Regions from separate parts of the Sus scrofa genome. Here all the other regions are linked to region 4. Evidence: chromatin contacts called from public Hi-C and HiChIP or PLAC-seq data. All regions are on one chromosome and are shown on one strand. Each heading gives the region's core, a stretch centred on a gene start, on an enhancer-like site or on the middle of the called end of the contact. The rest is flanking DNA. Distances are from core to core; before and after follow the strand shown.

Region 1 (4,942 bases), core at 133-2,632, 210 kb after region 4:
GTATTTTATTTCAGAAACTTGGCAGGCTTTTAGACTCATTGTCTATTCTTATTATAAACCAAGGAGGAACTTTATGTATGATCATTAATGTTGATAATCAAGATTACAGATTTTGAAACATTGTTTACTATTCAAGATTTCTGAAATTAAACAAATATTAACTAACATTTTTAATAATTTCATTACAAGTAATGATCACAGCAGTATCATCTAATTTACATCTTCTATAACGAAAAATGGGAGCTCAGACCTCACCAAAGTATCTAAAGTGGAAAATCTTTAAAAATTAATTGCATGGGAGTTCCCATCATGACGCAGTGGAAACGACGAATGGGTCTAGGAACCATGAGGCTGCGGGTTTGATCCCTGGCCTCTGTCAGTGGGTTAAGGATCCCGCGATGCTGTGAGCTGTGGTGTAGGTTGCAGATCTGGCTCGGATATAGCCTTGCTGTGGCTGTGGCTGTGGCCTAGGCCGGCGGCTACAGATCCGATTAGACCTCTAGCCTGGGAAGCTCCATATGCCCAGGGTGCAGGCCAAAAAAGACAAAAAAATAAATAAATATAAAATAAAAATTAATTACATGAAAAACTGTATTAGATGTTGCATTAGGTGGCACGGAGTACTCTATGCCAAGAAATGTTCTAGGTGCTGGGAGAAGAAATGAACGTAACAGACGAAAATCCCTACTCCTGTGAAATTTGCTTTCTGCCTGCAGGTGGGGGAGTAGGGTGGAGAAGACAATACACAACAGATAAGTTATCCAATGTGTTAGGCTATGCATTTTGGAAAAAGCAAAAGGAGAGCAGGGTAAGAGAAATCTGGAGTGGCCCAAGCAGGGAGAGGGGGTCAGTGAGAATACAGTTTTTAAAAAAGTGTGGCCATTATTTTGCTCAAAACCTTCACTCACACACCCATTCAAAAATTAGGTTTGATGTGCTGTGTTCCGTGCTAAATGCAGTGGGCGGAGCAGGGTACAGGGCAGACAGACCGATTCCCTAGGAGCACGCTTCTAAAACAGGAAGACGACCACCAACAACCCACAACCCACTGTTCGTGCTTGCGTGTGTCACTGCGTCGGGGACCCAGAAGGCACCGAGGGCGCCAAGCTGCTGGAGTAGCAGGGCGCGCGGGGGTTCCGCCGGTCTGTTCATGCGCCCTACACCTCGCCAGACACCCTCCCATCCCTGGTGCCGCGCCCACACCTGAAGTTGGACCAGGCAAAGTGCAGAGCGAGCTGGAAGTTGGGGTCCGCCTCGTCCTGCACGCCCGACACAAGGCGAATGAGCTCGCGCACATCGCGTTCTTGCTGTGGGTCCAACCGGGTCCAGGACGGCGCAGGGGACGCCATACCGCCCGCGCTCCCGCCACTCTCCGCGAGGTTGCGTCCGCTTTCGCGAGAATTCGAGCTAACTCGGAGAGGTGCCGCCGCTCTCGCGAGAGTTCTCGCTGCCGGCGCTTTGAGTCTCGGCTCAGGTTCTTTTTGGTGGCTTGGGTTGTGCGTTTTCCCGTCTCACCTGGGGAAATCTAGGAACGTCCTCAAAGGGTTAGCCATTATTATTTGTTATATTAATGCTAACCTCTGACTAACCTTGGTTGATGGTGTATCTTCTGATGTTCTGAAAGCAGCCACTTCTTCAGGGTATCTGTTTGCACCTGTATTTGCAGATCCCATGACCCGTTAGTTGTCCATCCTTCTCCAACCTTCCATTTCTCCAGCTATCTTTCAGTTCCGTTTTGCTTGCATAGGCCACACTACATGGCCCACATTACAGCACGTGTAAGGAAAGCGAGTTGTCCCACGTACAGGCTGAGTGCTGTGCCTCCTGCTCTCGCCAGTGACACCGGGTGGCCCAAGGAGGACTTGATAAACCCCGTAGGCTGCAGGTAGAGGTAATGGGCCTCTTTGCTGTTGTTTGTAATTAAAACTATACTTTTAAACTGTTTCTGTTAAGTTTTGCTAATAACTATTCCAAGACTTGTTACATAGAACTCTAATTTTTTTTTTTTTTTTTTGGATTTACTAGGTTTTCATGTGGTTTATTACGTTGCATTACTGTAGTAAAAGATAGTGGATTCACCACTTAGTCTCTTTGGGCTGCTATAACAAAATACCATAGACTGGGTGGCTTATAAACAACGGAAACTTATTTCTCATAGTTCTGGAGGCTGGAATTTGAGATCAGAGTGCCAGTATGGTTGGGTGAGGACCCTCTTCCCGGATGCAGGCCTCTGGTTGTGAAATATGGTGAAAGGGGCAAGGGAACGCACTGGGGCCTTTTTTTATGAGGGCACTCATTCCAGTCCATTCTTGAAGGCTCCACTCTCCTTTTCCCTTTTTTCTTTTTTTTGGCCATGCCTATGGCATATAAAAGTTCTCAGGCCAGGAGCAGTGACCCAAGCCCCTGCAGTGACAACATGGGATCCTTAACCTGCTCCGCCACAAGAGAACTCCTCCACTCTCCTTTTCTAGTCACCTCCCAAAGGCCGACACCTCCCAAATACCATCATTTTGGGCATTGGGATTTCAAGTTATGAATTTTGGGCGCACACAAACATCCAGACTATAGCAACTACCCAAAATATAGACTGCCCACGACTGCACAAATCCCACAAGAAGTGGGAAATTATAATCATAGCAGTAGAAATGATTCTATACAAGAGAATTTTCTTTCTTTTTTTTTTTGTTTTTTTGTTTTTTTTTTTTGTTTGTTTTGTTTTTAGGGCCGCACTCATGGCATATGGAAGTTCCCAGGCTAGGGGTTAAATAGGACCTGTAGCCGCTGTCCTACGCCACAGCCACAGCAACGGGGGATCTGAGCCATGTCTGCACACTCACCACAGCTCACAGCAGTGGCAGATCCTTAACCCACTGAGCAAGACCAGGGATTGAACCTGAGTCTTCGTGGATACTGGTCGGATTCCTTTCCACTGCACCACAATGGGACATCCTATAGAAGGGAATTTATACTCTCTGGGCAGTCTTTTCTACTCCAGTCACAATTATCATCTGTATGTTTATAAATCAAATTTGTGTACGCAGCTCACATTTTTTCTCATCATTCCAAATCTATAATTGCTTATTTTACATCTCAAAAAAATTAGTTACATACACACTTAACATGTGTCTTCTCCACCTCTCTATCCTGTCAGTTGGCCTTGACCTCAGGAGGGAGGCAGAAAACTTTCCACAGGGCACTCCCAATGACTTGGAGCCAGGAAGGACTAAGCCACTCTCCCATGTCCCCCTGGCTGGCCTGAGCCAAGGTCTCCTTTCTGAAAGAGGAGCTTGAAAAATTTTCCACAGGCACCTCTGATGACTGAGCCCCGTTGAAAATACCATTGGGTCCCAGGTATCCTCTGTAGGCTTCTGAGGCTGGTCACCCACCCTGTAGAGGACATGGAAACATTTTTGGAAAGAACATACAAAGACAGTGTGGCAAACAGTCTGGGCGCACTACCACATGTCGTTTGCTGGCCTAGGCCAGTGCAGCCTTCCAGAATGGCCCCCGGATAACTTTTCTGGACGTGCAGGCAAAAGACCAGACCTCATACAAAACTGCAGCCGGGTTAAGGGTACCCTTCCCATCTTCCTTGTCCAGCCTGTTGCCATGCCCCCTTTGGAGGGACTTAGAACTATTTAAAGGGATCAGTTGTGCCACACATGCAACAGAGACAATCTAAGAATGCCCACTATGGATCTACATGCCCAGCCAAGTTTGACCTGGCTTTTGGAGGTGACTTATAAAAATTAGGGGGAGGTACACTGCTCTTTCCTTCATCCATGGCTAGCCCAAGGTGATGCCCACCTCTGGAGAGGAAATAAGGAAATTTGGGGGGACAATATGGTTGATGACCAGGACTCATGCAGAATTGTGGCCAGTCCAGATTTCCCTCCCCAGGCCTGCCTGTACCAGTAGGACTGATCCTGGCTTTTGGAGGGGAAATTAGAAACTTTTGGGGTGGGACTTCCAATACCCAAGACCCATCCAGACTCCTCCAGACCTCCCTGGCCTGACCAAGGCTTTCCACGCCAGAAAGAGGCTTAGAAATATTTTGGGGGTCCCTCCAAAGACCAGTCCCAAAGCAGGAGCACAGCCAGGCTCAAGGTGCCCCCACAAGACCTGTCTTGGTAATCACCCCCTCAAGAGGGAGACACCAGCATTTTCAGGACGTGCCCTCACCTTTCAGTCTACAAATGGGAGACTTGGCCAGAACTGGGGTGCCCCCTGGGGCCTCCCTGTTGACCTGGGCTGGTACCTGACTCCAAAGGAAAAGGTGCCTCCCCCAGATGTTTCTCAGTCCCCCTCCTGTGGCAGAGATGTAAACAGTCTGCCAGGGAGGCTGGGGGGGGGTCCTGGATTCTGCCACACCCATGAAGGCCTGGCTGTCAGCAGCACCCACCTGAGTGATCCTGATCCCACTCTGGCAGGGACTGGCCCAAGGCAGAGGGGAAGCAGGGCCGGGTGGAATGGACACAGTTATGGTCGTGCATAGGCCTAACTCATTAGCGTGCCTCCAAAAACATTTCCAAGTTCCCCTCAAAGGGGGCGGAGGTGGAAACCTGCCATGGAGGCCTGAGCGGGAGCTTGCCATTGGGTGGCCCCTGGGTATTCACCTCTGGAGGATGTGGGCACTGACCCAGGTCAGCAAAGCCTGCTCAGGGAGGGTGCTGTGTTTTTGATATGCCCCCAGAAACTTTTTATGTCCCCTTCTGGTAGTGGACACAAGCCTGTGAATGCCATGGGGGCCCCAGGAGCCCAGCCATGGATGCTGGATCCCCCATACAAACGGAGATTGGTCTGAACTGGCCAGAGAGGCCCCTGGAAAGGTGCCACGTGTGGCCCAGTCATAGAAGGTACACCAAAAACATTCCAATGTTGGGGAGCCAGTGAGAATCAAGAAGGGGGTGCCCAGGCCTGGTGGTATTCTCTGTGGGTCTGG
Region 2 (5,028 bases), core at 1,474-3,973, 230 kb after region 4:
ACCTGGTCTCATGCCCTCACTTCTTTCTTTTCTCCATTATCACAGCCCCTCGATGCTCTCACTCTCTCTCCTTCTACCTGTTTTCTCCGCCCCCAAGGGTGGTCCACTCTCTGGATCCACTTCTAGGTTGCTTTCACTTGATGTCTTTGCTGCTGTCAAGTCCTCTGGCCCTCCACACCACTCAGTCCACTGGCCAGTCTTATCTTCAGCCTATCTGCCTGGCAGCAGAGCTGGCCAAACACCTGATCACCTCCCTCCAGGTCACATCTTACCCTCTTGGTGTTGCTCCTGCCTCTCGGCTGGTTCTCAGTCTCCTTGCCTGGTTTCTTTCCTTCTCCTTCCCCTCACTTCCTGTCCACCCTCCTGCTGATCTTAATCTCATTTCAACTTTAATGCTGTGTCTGGGTCAGTAACTTGGGGACTTGAAACCAGTGTTATGCAGTGGGCTTCCAACTCTCTCCAGTCCAGGCTGCTCCCAAACTCCAGATGTATGTGCTCAACCACCCGCTCAGAATCTCTATCACACAGCACCAGGAACACACCAACAGCTGACTTTGCCTCAGCTTCTGCTCTGCAGCCCTCCAACCCCATCCACCCTTTCAGGCATTCTAGTTGGAGACTGTGGGGTCACCCTTCACGACTCTCCCTTACTCCCAAACTGATCTGTCAGCAAATCCTGTGGCTTCTATTAGAAAAACAAGCAGCTTCCCACCTGTTCTCCACCTGTATACCTCATACCAGCTGCTCCCTGGCACCTGCTTCCTCCCTCTGCTCTTGACTGTTTTTACCTAGAACCTACAGATTTCTCTCACCCTGTGAGTCCAACTGCACCTCTGCTCAGAGGGACCCATCACTCTGAGTCCTCCTACATGGCTCTCAAATCACCTGGCCCTCTGACCCTTGGGTCCTGGTGCTCCTCGCTTCACCACCTCCACTCCAGTCCACTCTCCATCATTCCAGACACAACCTTACCTCAGGGCTTCTGTCCTCAGTTGTTCCTCCATTTAGAGCACTGTTCCCCCAGACCACCAACAGAGATCTCTCCTTCATCTCTTCTGAGACCTTCCCAGGCTACCCTTCATAAAACAGCTCCCCCAGTCCGTTCCATCCTACCATACTCTACCTTATTTTTTGCATAAGTTTCACTGCTGGCTTGTTTGCATGTTGTCTTTTCTGCTCTCAATAGAATAAACATCCCATAAGGTGTCTGTCCACTTTCAAGAGCCTAGAACTCCACCAACAGTCAGTAAGTGCTTTTTGAAAAAACAGGTCTGCAACAAAAATCTGCAGTGGAGAAAACCTGCAAATCCCTTTGCAGACTAACCCTAGACCAAGCATGAGTGCTCAAAGGCCCCCTGTAGATTGAGGGTCCCTGGCAGGGTCCACTCACCCTCCCGGAAGCTGGCTTGAGCCTGCCGCAGACTGTGAGGAACAAGGATTCCAAACCAGTTCAGAGGGTCCTGGGGAGCTGGGGAAGGTTCTGGCTCTGCCGTCTTGGTGGGACCCTTGCGCTTACGCAGAGCTGGAGAAAGAAAGGCTGGAGGTTGGGGGTCTCATTACTTGGTCCTTGTTTTCTCAGTGACAATGTTGAATTTGGTCTGAGCTCATGATCCCAAAAAATACTGACAGTTGGAAAATCCTCTCAAACTTTTGAAGTTCTGGAAAACAGCTTACCACAAAGAACCACCCTTTCCCTTGTAATTCAGATGAGAGTCTGTCCGTTTTTTCTCTTGACCATCATAAAACCAGCAGATGACCCTCCCTTGTTTACCTGTGAAAAACCCAGACACTGATATTTGCCATTCTGCCTGAACATGCTGAACGGCCAAACAGACTCTTCAACTCCCTGTTCTTTGTCTCACAAATGATTAACTGAGATTAGAGCTTTGTCCACCTGAAACTAGCTAGACACAGCAATAAATATCTTCTGTTCGGCCGAGACTTTCTCTGCAAAACAATCCCATTTGTAGAGGACTTCACCTGTAACTTATTTCTCCCTATAAAAGTCTAAGGCAAAAAACCACTTTTCTGAGATATTCTGATCTTCAGATCTGAGGCGCGGTCTCTATGGCAACAGCTTAAATAAAATCATCTCCTTAGTTGTCCACGCCTTTTGTCTTTGACAAACGAAGGGGCCCTGAGGGGAAGAAGGATAGGCTCACCTGACTCGCGAGGCCCCACCTCCTCTGGAGTCCTGGCGCCGGCTCTCACCAACCAGAACTTCTGGAGTCCATCCTGGGCCTCGCTAAAGAACGAGAAGGGAGGCTGGACCTTTGGCGGCCCCGGCCCGGCCCCTGCCTGCCCACCCGTTGCAGCATGCAAGGCTCCTCACCTGGTGCAGACGCAGACCTGCGGCTCCATGCGGGAGGCATACTGCAAGGGCCCTACCGACTTGGCACCCATAGCGTAGCGAGCTTTGGAAAGCGAGAGCCAGCCCTGAGCGGAGACAGGAGAGCAGTGAAACTCAGTAACCTCCGCTGCCCGCCCGCCCGCCCCAGGCCCCGCACCTCTTCCACCCGGGCGTTCAGCGCCGCGCGCTTGGTCTCCAGTTCCTCCAGGTCCCCGAGCAGCTGCAGGAGCAGCGAATCCAGCTCCGCTCGAAGGTTCGCTGCCGCCATGGGTTCCTCACACAGTTGGGAGCCGGCTTCTTCCAGGTCGCCCAATCAGCGCCCTCCTCGCCGTCAGCACAGCCAATAGGGGGGCGTTCCCAGCAGAGGGCCCTGACGCCCACTGGGTAGTGGCTGCCAGCTGGTGCTCCTCAAGTGTCCTCTAAGCAGCGGCAGGGGTAGGTGATGAACGGTTAGTCAGGCGAGCACCCGAAGCTGGCCAGCCAGTACGTCGTCGGTGAGAGGTGTGGGTGATTCCGAGTCACTTCTGGAAGCGGCTACTTAGGACGTTGCAGTGACTGTGGAAGGAGGCGTGGCTGTTCTGCAACCCTCGGAGGAGCGGCTTTAAATATAACGAGAGAAGGAACCGGTAGGTGGTCGGTCTTCCAGTCAATGGCTGTGCTGGTTTTACAGTTGCTGGACTATTTCGAGCCGACAACTATTACTTTAGCCCGACAACTATTATTTTAGCGGCTCGTCATCTCAAACTAGGCATACTGCGGAGCCGCGGCTGTTAGCAGTGAAGCCAGGGGCTAATACTTACAAACAGCTCTTCTAAGCCACGTGACAGCACCTTGACTCGCACAATCCGCCCCGCCCATTGGTTGCTCCTGTGAACATGTGATTCCAAACTAGCCAATCGCCTTGCAACTCCCACCCACTGTTTGCCATTTTAATTTTGGGCATTCTCGACAGCAGAGGAGTCTAGTGAAGCTTCTTGTGACCTTATCGGTTGAGGGCGGAAGCGAGGGCTGCGTTGCGTGGGCGGTGACGGAGGATTCTCCTGGACCCGCGTGGAAGCCGCTCTCAGGATGGTAAGGACGTTTAAGCTTCTGTCTTGGAGGTTGGGGGCTCGTGGAGGCTGGGAATGTGGAGGCTGGGAATGTGGCCCCTGGGCCCCGGGCGGGTGTTTCCCTGGTTCGGCTCTGCGTGGCGAAAAAGGGTGCTCTGAACGGGCGCGCTCTTCTGTAGCTGCGCCGCGAGGCCCGCCTTCGCCGGGAGTACCTGTACCGCAAGGCGCGAGAGGAGGCTCAGCGAACCGCCCAGGAGAGGAAGGACAAGGTTCGGCGCGCGCTTGAAGGTAAGTCAGTTCCCGCCCCCCGATCTCCAAAAGGCTTGCGTTTTAAAACCCAGCGGTAAAAAGGCCCAATGAAAAACGCCGTCTTTTCCTTGCCTGTTGTGTCTTCGTAATTGCAGCTGTCCTTTTCATGATGGTATGAGTTACTTGTCATTTATGCTGCAGTACCCAGATTTTATAGCTTACATATTAATTTTATTTACAATATCTAGTACTTAGCAAATTTAAGCATTTTACGTGGTCGTAGAGGTCCCCCACCCCGCCCCGTCGTTTTTCTTCTTTGCTACCTTCCTTACTATAAGGTAACAAGAATAGTGCTGTTGATGACACCCTTGTATTTTGAAACTTAATTCGTGTAAACCTTAAGTTTATTTGCGTTGTAAATTAGGCATTTAACTTTTCATTTGCTGTACTAATGAAGTCTGTCACACATGCTTGATTGGAAATGCTGTATTTGTTCTTTGTGTCACTTTGATTTTCTTAGGTTTTAGACATATAAAGTATATGTGGTATGTGTATGTATATGTTAAGCGTAACAGCTTTGACGTATCTGCTGACGTCAAGAAATGAAAAATAATCAATATATTGAAATTCAGAAATATTTCTAACTTAGATAATCAGTATTGAATATTGTTTTAAAATAAACCATCTCCTTGCTTGTCTTTTGAGTATATCATGCTTGTTTTTGTTCTGAAATCATACTGATTGATTTTTAGTTGTAAAGGTAGTATTAGGTTGTGTTTATTCTTTCGCAGCTTTATGTTTTCCTTCAACAGGTTTCTAAGATCCAGTGAGTGGAGGTGAGGCTCCCTCTGGTGAATATTCCACAAGGTCTTCATCCATTTCCCTTTGGGTGGTGATGACCTTATTTTTAGTTTAGGGCAACTCTGCTGCTATAAATATTTTCTTCCATGTGCAAAAATTTGTCCAGGGCATATTAGAGAGAAGTGCTGGGTTCAAGGGCATGCCCACTGCCCAGCGCCTCTGCCAAGCCCAGCTTTAGTTCACAGAGGAAATCTCTGACCCAGAGCATCATGATTAGTGATTTTATTGTCAGTTTCAGGGATTCTGGCCACCTTCATGCAGAAAAAGGTTTCTGTTTATTCTTTAAAAAATTGTTAGTTTTTTTCAAGAAATGGTGCGTACTTGTGATTAAATATATTTGAAAGCCCTCAAGCCATGAGACTAAGGAACTTTGGAAAATGAAATCTCCTGTAACCACTGTTAACAGATTGGCATGTAGCCAAAAATAAATTGTTTTTGTCCCCTTTCTCAATGATTACCTATCACCTCTTTGCCCAGAAAGGGGGAAAAGGGATATTTTTCCATCAAGTTTGTACCAAG
Region 3 (4,865 bases), core at 1,553-4,052, 160 kb before region 4:
AGACTCTTGAAGCACAGTTATTACAAACAATAACAAAAAAGCTATTGAGGAACATAAAAAAAAAAAAGAAAGAAAGAAAACACACGAGTTGCAATTTGAAAGGCCTGGATCTCAAATTTTCAAAAATATTCCCAGTCTGAGGAATCTACCAAGTTTGCAAACAGAAAAACAATATTGCTAAACTTTTAGAAAGATGAAAACCCACCTATTACAAAAATGTATTTATTTGTTCTGCTAAAAGATCTGAATTGCTAAGATTTTATACATTTAATTAAAATTACCTTTGTTTTGAGAATTTCCAAATACAAAAATAAAAACTAGAAATTACTCCTGAAAATTATTAAATGCATAAAAACAACCACCCAAAGGGTGGCTACTCTAGTGAAACAGCCAGTACAACTTGCAATTTTTGCACATTTGATGCCAACTGATGTCAAAGAGCGTATGAGCCATCTGCTGTAAATCCTCCCTTCATCTCCAATTATCTGGCAGGACAAGTGGGTGAAGCACTGCAGGAGAACAGCACTTTATGAAGTTCACTTGCCAGCAGAAAGTCCTGCACCAGAAAATCAACAGTAACCAAGAAAAATGTCTTTCCTTAGGCAAGCCCACTTTTTGTTAACTAATGATAACAGTAGCAAACATTAAGGGCATAGGTGAGGCCTTACCCTAGACAATTTGCCTCTGTTATTTAATTCTCACACTACCTTATAAGGTAGAAAATGTTACAATCCCCATTTTAAAAGTTTAAATATCTATTTTAATTATTATTACTTTTTTTTTTTTTTTGCTTTTTAGGGCCGCACCCACAAGGCATATGGAGGTTCCCAGGCTATGGGTCAAATCAGAGCTACAGCTACAGCAAAGCAGGATCCAAGCCGATTTTGTGACCTACACCACAGCTCACAGCAATGCCAGACTCTTAACCCACTGAGCAAGGCCAGGGATTGAACCCGCCACCTCATGGTTTCTAGTGGGATTCGTTTCTTCTGTGCCATGACAGGAACTCCTAAGTCTCTATTTTATAGATGAAGAAACTGAGGCTTTAACAGATACAAACTATTGCCTTTGGAATTGATTGGCAATGAGATCCTGCTGTGTAGCACTGGGAACTATGTCTAGTCACTTATGATGGAGCATGACAATGTGTGAAAATAGAATGTGTACATGTATGTGTAACTGGGTCACCATGCTGTACAGTAGAAAAAAAATTGTATTGGGGAATTAACTATTAAAAATAAATAAGAAAGAAACTGAGGCAAAGTTTGACAGAGCAGGGATTTACACTCATGGACTCTCACTCCATGATCTAAGCTTTATCACTGTATTTTTATAACAGCAATTCCTAAACATCCAATAAAATAGATGTCATAAAACTGCAAAGGGTGTTTGCTTACATTTTTTTTAACCTTATATGACATACATCTCTAGGTATGATCTATAAAAACACCAAGAAAAAATGACAAGAAACTTAACTCTAATAAATTTGAAAAGGCTCCATGTATTTTGCTATTTAAGTCAGATGAAGAGGAAATGGAATAACCATGCTTACCTCAGTTACTAAACAGATTTTCAAAACAAAAACTGTAACTAGAGAGCAAGAGCTCTCGGTATACTTACTGCACACAAACAAGAAACCACCAAGATACAATGAAGACAAAAGTAAGGCAGTTTTATATTCAGAGAACAGCTGGCAAAGGAGTTTCCTTCCCCATCATTTCTCACCTGTCATCAAAAATTTTGAGAAAATAATTTTCATTGTTTTGAGAAAAGAATTATTGGTCCTCGATAAGCATTTGCTTTCTCTATTGCTTTCTTTTCCTTATAAGATTTCCAAATAACTGAGGGTCAAACAATTTGGGGTCAACGTGACTATGGCTTCTAAGTATGCGAGAATCTGATCCAAAAGAACATCAAGAAATGGTAAATCAAGAGCTGAGAAAGAGAAATGGGATTTACTGCAAGAAAGCCTGCGAGATGATCACAGGCGCTTCATGGAAACGGAAAACATGCCCCCCCCCCCCCCCCCCGGCAAAAGAGAGGAAAGCGGGATATGAAAGAATAAAAGAGAGCGTGTCATTTCTGATAAAGGCTGGGTGGTAAAGATTTGGAAGATGCAAGAAATGAGGGCTCCAGAGGAAGAGGCACAGGAAGAGACACGATTCCCCAGATCCTTTAAGATTTGTTTGAAAACGGCCAGGGTTGGGAGAAGGGTTAAAAAGGAGCTCACTGGAAAAGGAGGGATGCAAAACTGAGGCATCAGCTCAAAAGAAATAAACAACAAAACGACTAACGAGAAGACCTGAGTCAAAGCCGTGTGCAGGGCAGAGGACCGGGAGCCGCAGAAGGACAAGGTCGGGCCAGGTGCCCGAGAGAGGGTGGGAGGGACAGAGAGACATGAGTGGGTAGGGCGGACGCCGGGAGACCCCGGGTCGTGGAAAGGGAGGCCTGCAGTACGCAGAAGGGGCCGACTTGGCGGGGGCGGGTTCAGGACGCAGGGGAGCGCGGGCTGCTGGGCAGGGCCTGCTCTCCAGAACCGGCGGGGGTCCACAGCGGTGTGCGTGGAGAAGGGGGAGGGGTGGGCCACGCCGTGTGGCCGGCGTACTGCCTCGGTCCCCACCTGACGCGCGGACGCCCAGAGTCCCCAGCCGGTGCGCGCGTCGTCCGTCCTTACCTGGCGCGCCCACGCCCACAGCCCGCACCTGACGGCGGCGCGTCGGGAGTTTATTGCCGGAAGTCGCTCGCCGCGTACCGGGGAACGCCGCAGGCAAGCCCCGCCCCCAGCCGCGCTGATTGGCCAGCGCGGCTCCGCGTGGCTGTGTTGCTACCCTGATGCCCGAGTCTGAGGAGCGCGCTTGCGCAGTGGGCGTCGCCCGCTTGGGCCCAATTTGCCCACGCCCGCACTGGTGCAGTGGGCGTGGGCGGGCCCCAGGTTCCATGTGTTGGTACCTGGCAGCAGAGAAGCGCGTTGGATACTTGATTTTTTACTCCCCAGTCGACGGCAGACGGATACTTAAATCTGCTCACCCAACCTGCCCAACTTTCCAACCCAACTGCTGCCCAGAAATAATCTGAATTTTGAGAATGTAGCTTTTATTTGCCCTCAATTCACCTGTACACCTAATTGCTAGAATACAGAGTTTTAAGGCTTAGGTGCTTTCTATTTATAAACGATTTAGAGTTTTGCTCTTCTCTTTGTGGAAGGTTGGAGGATCAAGTCTCAACCTGTGGGGTTTTCCCAGTTAGGAGAAAAGAATGTGGGGTAGTAGCATTAGTGCCACAAGTTCATGTGCTCAACACATAGTGAGGCCAACAAACTAAAACGGGTTTGGAGCACAGAAAGGTTTATCAAAGGGCCAAGTAAGGAGATGGGTGGCTTGTGCCCCCAAAGCCCCAAACTCCCCCAAGAGTTTCAACAAAGCACTCCCCCCCACACACCCCACCCCACCCCACCCCACCCTCCACACTCTCAGCATTGTGGAAGTTCCTGGGCCACAGCAGCAACCCAAATAACTGCACTTACAACACCTTATCCTTAACCCTGGTAGATAACTCCTCAGCAAATAATTTTTAAAGGCCAGGGTGTCACAGGAGTTAACATCATCATTCCTTAGGCTCCAGGAGTTTGGGGCTGTATGCTCATGATCCTCAAGTAGTTAACATCTTCCATTTGGTGGGGGGTTTTCACGTCTGTAAAACAACTCAGGAAATATTCACTAGATACTATTATCTGGGTACTTCAGAAGGGAGCTAAAGCAGAGGATGTGGGGATCCCCTAGGATCCTGCTCAGGTACTGTGGGAGGGCAGGGGAGGAGCATGGCTCTGGCCTCTGACTGCAGTGTGAGCTCCTAGGGTTCATATCAGAGCTGGGGTTATTAACTAAGGCTTTAATCTTTCTCTGCTTCACTATTCCTACCAGTGGAGACAGTAGTGGTGTTTACCTCACAGAATCATTACAATTAAATGAATTAATATATTCAAAATATTCAAAGCAATGCCTGGTGTATGGTAAGCAGTATATAAGTATTTGCTCTTAGTATATTTTTTAAATAAAATGTGCATTTGTATATTTGGAACTCACTGCAGGAAGCACACAGTATTCATATTTTAGAAAAATATTTTTGTAAACTATTCCTGATGTGCTTATTACAATAGTGTTCTTTGACTACATGCCTTTAAAATACTGTAACAGTGATTGTGGGCAGCAGGTCAGCAATATTGCTTGCATATCCCCAATTTAAGAACCAGTCCCTTTGTGAGTCAATTACACTTGAATTAAAAAATAATAATCAGTGTAAAACTACAATGTCACGCTACATGTCTCTATAAATTTGTCAAAAGCCATAAACCGCACATCCCTAAAAGCAAAACATAACATAGAAGTTCCTGCATGGAGCAGTGGGTTAAGGATCCAGCATTGCTGCAGCTGTGTTGCAGATCACAACTGCAGGTTTGATCCCTGAACTTAAAAAAAAGTCCCCCTTCTTTCTTCCTCTTTTATGCTTACAGATTATTCCACTGAGTGGACATAACAGTAGTTTAGATAGTCTCTATGGGTAAGCATCAGGGTCTTTCCACCATATGGTGGTGATGGGGTCTTGGCTTGGCAATGTCTACCAAAATTCCACATGCAAGCAATTATATTTGTCCTAAGAATTCCAATTATAGTAATTTACTTGCAAATACACCACCACAAATTTTAAAAATAAACAAAAAACCCTCATCCATACAGTTATTCATTATTTTTAATGGCATAACCTTGGAAAGAACTTAATACTCACTACACAGCAGGCTCTATGCCATATATTCTGCTTGCCTTTTCCTCAAAATAACCCTAGAAGGTCAATCTTATTACCATGTTTTG
Region 4 (5,007 bases), core at 766-3,265:
GGTCAGATGTGGGAGGAGTCCAGATAATCAATGTGAGATGAGTCTGTGAACTACAATGATGAGAGAAGGATGATTAGATGAGGCAGGGTTTAGCTGGTATGATTAGAATACTGGCAGAAAAGAGCTACAAGCAAATTAATTTGTTAAGTCAACATAATTTCTAAGCATTCTTATGACTCGACCACTACTTTCATTACAGTCATCTGCTTCCTAGAGGCACTGTTGGGATTAGTTATTGTTACACAGCAATACATATCAAAGAGTGGCTTAATACAAGATTCCTTTATTCATTCTCATATGTCTGTGGGTCATTGTGCAGTTTTGTGGTCCTCAACCAACTAGGCTCCAATCCTTGGTCTCAATGAAGCTAGGTGGCTTTGCAAGTTGCTCTACTCCACCTGATCTCCTCCTCTAGCAAACAGTCCAAGCTTCTTCTCATCATGGTTTAGGCTGGGAACCACCACATTTTCTTGACCAAAGACAGTCCCAAGGCCAGAATCAGGAGATGATATGGAAGTGCAAAGCCATTCTGCAAAATGTGTGGGCACATGGATAGGTAGAGAATCAGAGCCATTTTTTCAATCTACCACGTCATAGTTACCAACTTGCAAACTATCTTTCAATAGTCAGTACAGGAGTTCCCGTCCTGGCTAAGCGGAAAACAATCTGAGCAGCATCCATCAGGATGCAGGTTCGATCCCTGGCCTCGCTCAGTGGGTTAAGGATCCAGTGCTGCTGTAAGCTGTGGTATAGGTTGCAGATGTGGCTCTGATCTGGTGTGGCTGTGGCATAGGCCAGCAGCTACAGCTCCAATTCAATTCCTAGCCTGGGAACCTCCATATGGGCTGTGAGTGCGGCCCTAAAATGACCAAAACAAAAACAAAAACAAACCAGTATGGGCCTTGTTTGAACACAGATTTGAACAAACCAACGGCAAAATATAAAATATTTTTAAAAGATTAGTTAATATAATTCTTTATTTGACAATGTCATTTAACTAGAATTCAGTTAAGACCAAAAAGCAAGCAAAAAAATTCATCTGAGCCAGTTCTAAAAAGCAGTTTCCTGTTTGTCAAGTTCACAGAAGATTAAAAGCTTTTAAATTAGAAGCTGCATAGTTACCAAAACCAGAGTGGTCAGGGGCTGCGTAATCTAGAACATAACAGTCCAATGGGACTGTAGTCTGAAAAGAGCAAATTATATTGGGCATTTTCTGCCTAAATAGGCACAGAATTCATTTTAGGAATATTCCCACCCAAAATAACTTAAATTTGGTATAATAGTGCTTTTGCATCTAGTCAAAAACTGAAAGAACATCCCTAGAAGACTTTTGCAACTGTAACCAAGGTGTTATTGGTTTATTAGCAGGTCTCACTCCAGATTTAGCTAGTTGCTCCACCAGGCTTCTTATAAATGACCTCTCCGTCTCTGTCCTCTTCCAAGGAAACCATGATGATAGATTCCAAGAAATTTCTCTGTTGCAGGAGGAGCTAAGGCGGGACAGCTTAACAGTGGGTTTCCCATGCATCTAATGAAAAATAAATCTCTGCTCCATGGGTCGGGAGACCGAATTTTGCCAAACCACAAACTCGACCAAAGAACGCATTTATTCCCGTATTCGGTTATTTAACATTGGGGAAGAAAGGGCCTTACCCTGAGCCCGCCCCGCCACCAGCACTTGGTCTCGCCCCTCCGCGTCCCCCAACCCGCCCGGGCCTCTTGGCGCGGCGCTAGTCCTTTCCCTTGCACTCTCGGAGAATCTTTCCCTAAGGAATCTCTAGGGACACCGCGTAAAACGCAGCTTCACACGTGGGAACTCACGGCACTCTCTAACCGCACGTGGGAATTCTCTGCACACTGTACCTTCCTTTCGATATTTTGGTCGGCAAACAATACATTGCAAAACACTGCTTCCGACACCCTTCGGCCCGCCCCCTGCTCTCCACCAACCAGGACTTGGAAAAGAGACCGGAACAAGATCGGAGAGCGCGCCGCAGGCGGAGCCTTTGCCGTGCACTGAGCGTGCGCGCGCCGCCGCTTTCGTCATTCGGCCGCGCCCAGGTTCTCCTCTGCTGCGCCCCTTGGCCCCCTGTGGCGGCGGTGGGTGCCGGAGGTCGTCCGGGGCAAGTTCCTCTCGGCATTTCCCCATGGAGGAAGCGGCGTGCACGGCTGCAGCCCCGGATGCTCGCACCTCCTACGGGACAGCAACGAAGGCTGTGGCCGCGCGAGCTCAGGACAGAGTGACCCGGGCGGCCTGTGTAGGGGTGTGAACGGAGGTGACCGGGGCCGGATAGGAAAAGGGAAGCTGCGCGGCGGGCCTGCCAACTTTCTTCCTTTCAGGCAAGCGCGAAGGGGCGAGCTGGGCAAGCCTGCCCATCTTGGGTCGGGAAGGATCTTTCAGGGGCGCCTTTCTTTTCCCTGGGGACTCTGAGCCACGCGTGTTCTGAGATGGAAGTAGTTTTCCCGTAACCTGTATCAAGGAATACCACTGTGAATTGGGTTGCCAGTGAATCCCAAGGAAACCTGGCCTGGCCCTGTCGAGGGCGCATGTTCATTAAGTTCATTAAAATGCTTTCATTTTGTAGTTTTAGAAGATTTTTTCAGCTGCTGCGAAGATATTAACACTGTTGAACAAGCCTTAGATGTCGCTGTAACGTTTTGAACAAGGCTTGTTTCATTTCCTAACTTTTATAAAGTCACTAAAATCCTTCTCTCTCCTCTCTGTATAACTGAACAAAACTCATTATTGTGTGGATAGAATTAGTATGCATTTTGTTTTGTGTTTATGTCTCTTGAATCTTTTCAATTCGTTTACTACAGGCTCTGTATTTCTGGGAATTCTCTATATACCGTAAGCCCACTTAGTACTTTGTTGTTAAAGTGCTAGCAGTGAATATGAGAGAATAGAGATCTCTTTTTTCCTACCAGCAAGATGTCTGTTAAAACAGTATGGTGTACTGGGTTGAATAGATTTTATGTTAGTTGGTAAGTAAAACCAGTAAGGAGACTAGTAACCAAATTTTTTAAAATATTCAGTAACTATTTATTTCTTTTGCCTCCTTCTGTATTTTCTTCTTTCCAGGCTGGAGCCACTCTGCCAGGGTTTAAAACTTTAAATGAGAATAAAGGGTTTTATTTGCAGGAAATGAGAGTGAATAAGTCATCTCTAACCTCTTCCAGCCTTTTTTTCATAAGAGAGACCATATTAAGTTTACATGTAAGTTAAAATTTTAATTTATAAATGATATTACTAAAAAAGGTTGGAGATTTAGGTTATGTAGTATTTATAAGTCTTGGGGGTTTTTTTTGCTTTTTTTTAGGGCTGCACCTGTGGCATATCAGGTTCCTAGGCTAGAGGTTGAATCAGAGCTGCAGCTGCCAGCCTCCACCACAGCCACACCGGATCCTTAACTCACTGAGCTGGGCCAGGGATTGAAACCGCATCTTCATGGGTACTAGTTGGGTTTGTTTCTGCTGAGCCACAATGGGAACATCTATATGCATTACTCTTAAAAATAATTAGCCAAGTGAGAGGTTGGAAAAAATTAAAGTGGAAATCAAGCAGAAATAAAGATGGAGACCGCTAAGGTTTAATATGATGTGGGCGGTCTATATATAAGTAAAGTCCAGTGGACACTTAGTTAGGTTCCATTTTAGGCTGTGTAGCTTTTTGTGTGGTCCTGTGCATGTGATTTAAATCTGTGAGGTTTGGTTTCTTTACCTTCAAGGTGGGGGTAATGATGTGTTTTTCTCATTATTGTATGGCTAGAATTAGTATCAGTTGTCTGGAGCAGTGCCTCCATAGGTGTTCATTAAGACATAGCTATTACTCGTAGGGAGACATAATGATAAAATACAGTGACACTGGTTTTCAGGTTATTTCTATTACGTAGAAATACCCTGCTGGCGTTCCCACTGTGGTGCACTGGGTTAAAAATCTGACTGTATCAACTCAGGTCACTGCAGAGGTACAGGTTCCATCCCTGGCCTGGGGCAGTGGGTTAAAAGATCTGGCATTCCCGCAGCTGTGGCTTAGATTGCAGCTGCAGGTCAGATTCAGTCCCTGGCCTGGGAACATCCTGATGCCATGGGTGTGGCCACAGAAAAGAAAAGAAATACCCTGCTATGGTATCTCACCTACCCTTGTTGTTCGTGTCAGCCACAGTGAGCTTTCTTTTCCTAGAAAACTGCGTGTTTGCTCATGCCTCAGTGCCTTTGAACTTGCTTCTTTCTCTGCTATGTTCTTTTACTTTCATGCCTTTGTTCAGTGTTATCCTCTCCACTAGGCCTCCTGACTAACCTAATAAAAGTCCTCCAACCCAGCTCCCCAGTGCCTTTAACGTGCTTGACTTTTCACCGTAGTATTTGCCACCTTCCAACATAATGTCCTTATTTGTTGCATTGCCGTACCTCCAAGAGTAGGTAAACTCCATTGAGGGCAGGATTTTGGTCTGTTGTATTCACTCCTATACCTAGAATATAGTAAATAGTATTCATGTAAATATTTGATGATCGAGTAAATATCACTTGTCTGTAGAGAGCCATAGTGAAGGGGATATGAGTCATGTACATTACTAATCATAATAAAGGCTGGAAAGGTGTCCAAAGAGGAGTTCAAGTTAAAGGCTAGGGAATTCAGAAAAGATTGGCTCATGGAATTCAGGTGGGGCTTCATTGCGGAAGTGCTTTTTTGAAATAGGTCCTTAAAGATGAAAGGAATAATGTGGAAAAGATAGAGAGGAATGAAAGGAATAGTTAAGAATGGCAGCAGTGTGTTGACCTAGGGTGCAACTAGGGTATGTGAAATATCAGGAAGTAAAAATGTTAAAGATAGGTTTGGAACAAATGGTGAAAGGTCTTAGTTACTGGGTTACAAAATTTGAACTTCTCTCAGGAAACAGTGGGTAGCCATTCTGAGTTTGGAAGCAGGAGAATGAGAGGATAAATGTGTTGTATAGAGCAGTGTAGCATCCTGCTTTTAAGCTGGATTAGGGTCAGGAGAGACAT

What was found. A called contact is a pair of places that touch in the nucleus more often than the background predicts. HiChIP or PLAC-seq counts read pairs in DNA pulled down with a chosen protein or histone mark.
Region 1: a contact with region 4 is called in an H3K27ac HiChIP or PLAC-seq map of alveolar macrophages. The contact joins the promoter of TUBGCP5 here to the promoter of NIPA2 in region 4. A contact is called at or near these places in 2 of 5 promoter capture datasets (fetal liver and liver), 2 of 47 Hi-C or Micro-C datasets (heart right ventricle and liver) and 1 of 2 datasets of contacts at active chromatin or transcription factors (alveolar macrophages).
Region 2: an H3K27ac HiChIP or PLAC-seq map of alveolar macrophages shows a contact between it and region 4. The contact joins the promoter of IMP4 here to the promoter of NIPA2 in region 4. A contact is called at or near these places in 1 of 47 Hi-C or Micro-C datasets (heart right ventricle) and 2 of 2 datasets of contacts at active chromatin or transcription factors (alveolar macrophages and skeletal muscle).
Region 3: a Hi-C map of liver shows a contact between it and region 4, with 2.7 times the contacts expected there. The contact joins the promoter of FBXO25 here to the promoter of NIPA2 in region 4. A contact is called at or near these places in 3 of 47 Hi-C or Micro-C datasets (embryonic fibroblasts, heart right ventricle and liver).

What each region holds. Positions count from the first base shown.
Region 1 is chr15:31,992,167-31,997,108 of Sscrofa11.1, reverse strand. It overlaps TUBGCP5 (gamma-tubulin complex component 5), which reads right to left and starts at 1,382. Exons shown (of 23, transcript XM_021075115.1): 1 at 1,204-1,382. The coding sequence starts at 1,349.
Region 2 is chr15:31,972,853-31,977,880 of Sscrofa11.1, reverse strand. IMP4 (U3 small nucleolar ribonucleoprotein protein IMP4) reads left to right here and starts at 2,723. Exons shown (of 10, transcript XM_021074943.1): 1 at 2,723-2,976; 2 at 3,306-3,421; 3 at 3,579-3,687. The coding sequence starts at 3,419. CCDC115 (coiled-coil domain-containing protein 115) reads right to left here and starts at 3,166. Exons shown (of 5, transcript XM_003483603.3): 1 at 2,508-3,166; 2 at 2,333-2,436; 3 at 2,163-2,245; 4 at 1,391-1,522. The coding sequence starts at 2,618.
Region 3 is chr15:32,357,408-32,362,272 of Sscrofa11.1, reverse strand. FBXO25 (F-box only protein 25) reads right to left here and starts at 2,802. Exons shown (of 10, transcript XM_021076229.1): 1 at 2,675-2,802.
Region 4 is chr15:32,199,374-32,204,380 of Sscrofa11.1, reverse strand. It overlaps NIPA2 (magnesium transporter NIPA2), which reads left to right and starts at 2,015. Exons shown (of 7, transcript XM_021075602.1): 1 at 2,015-2,340.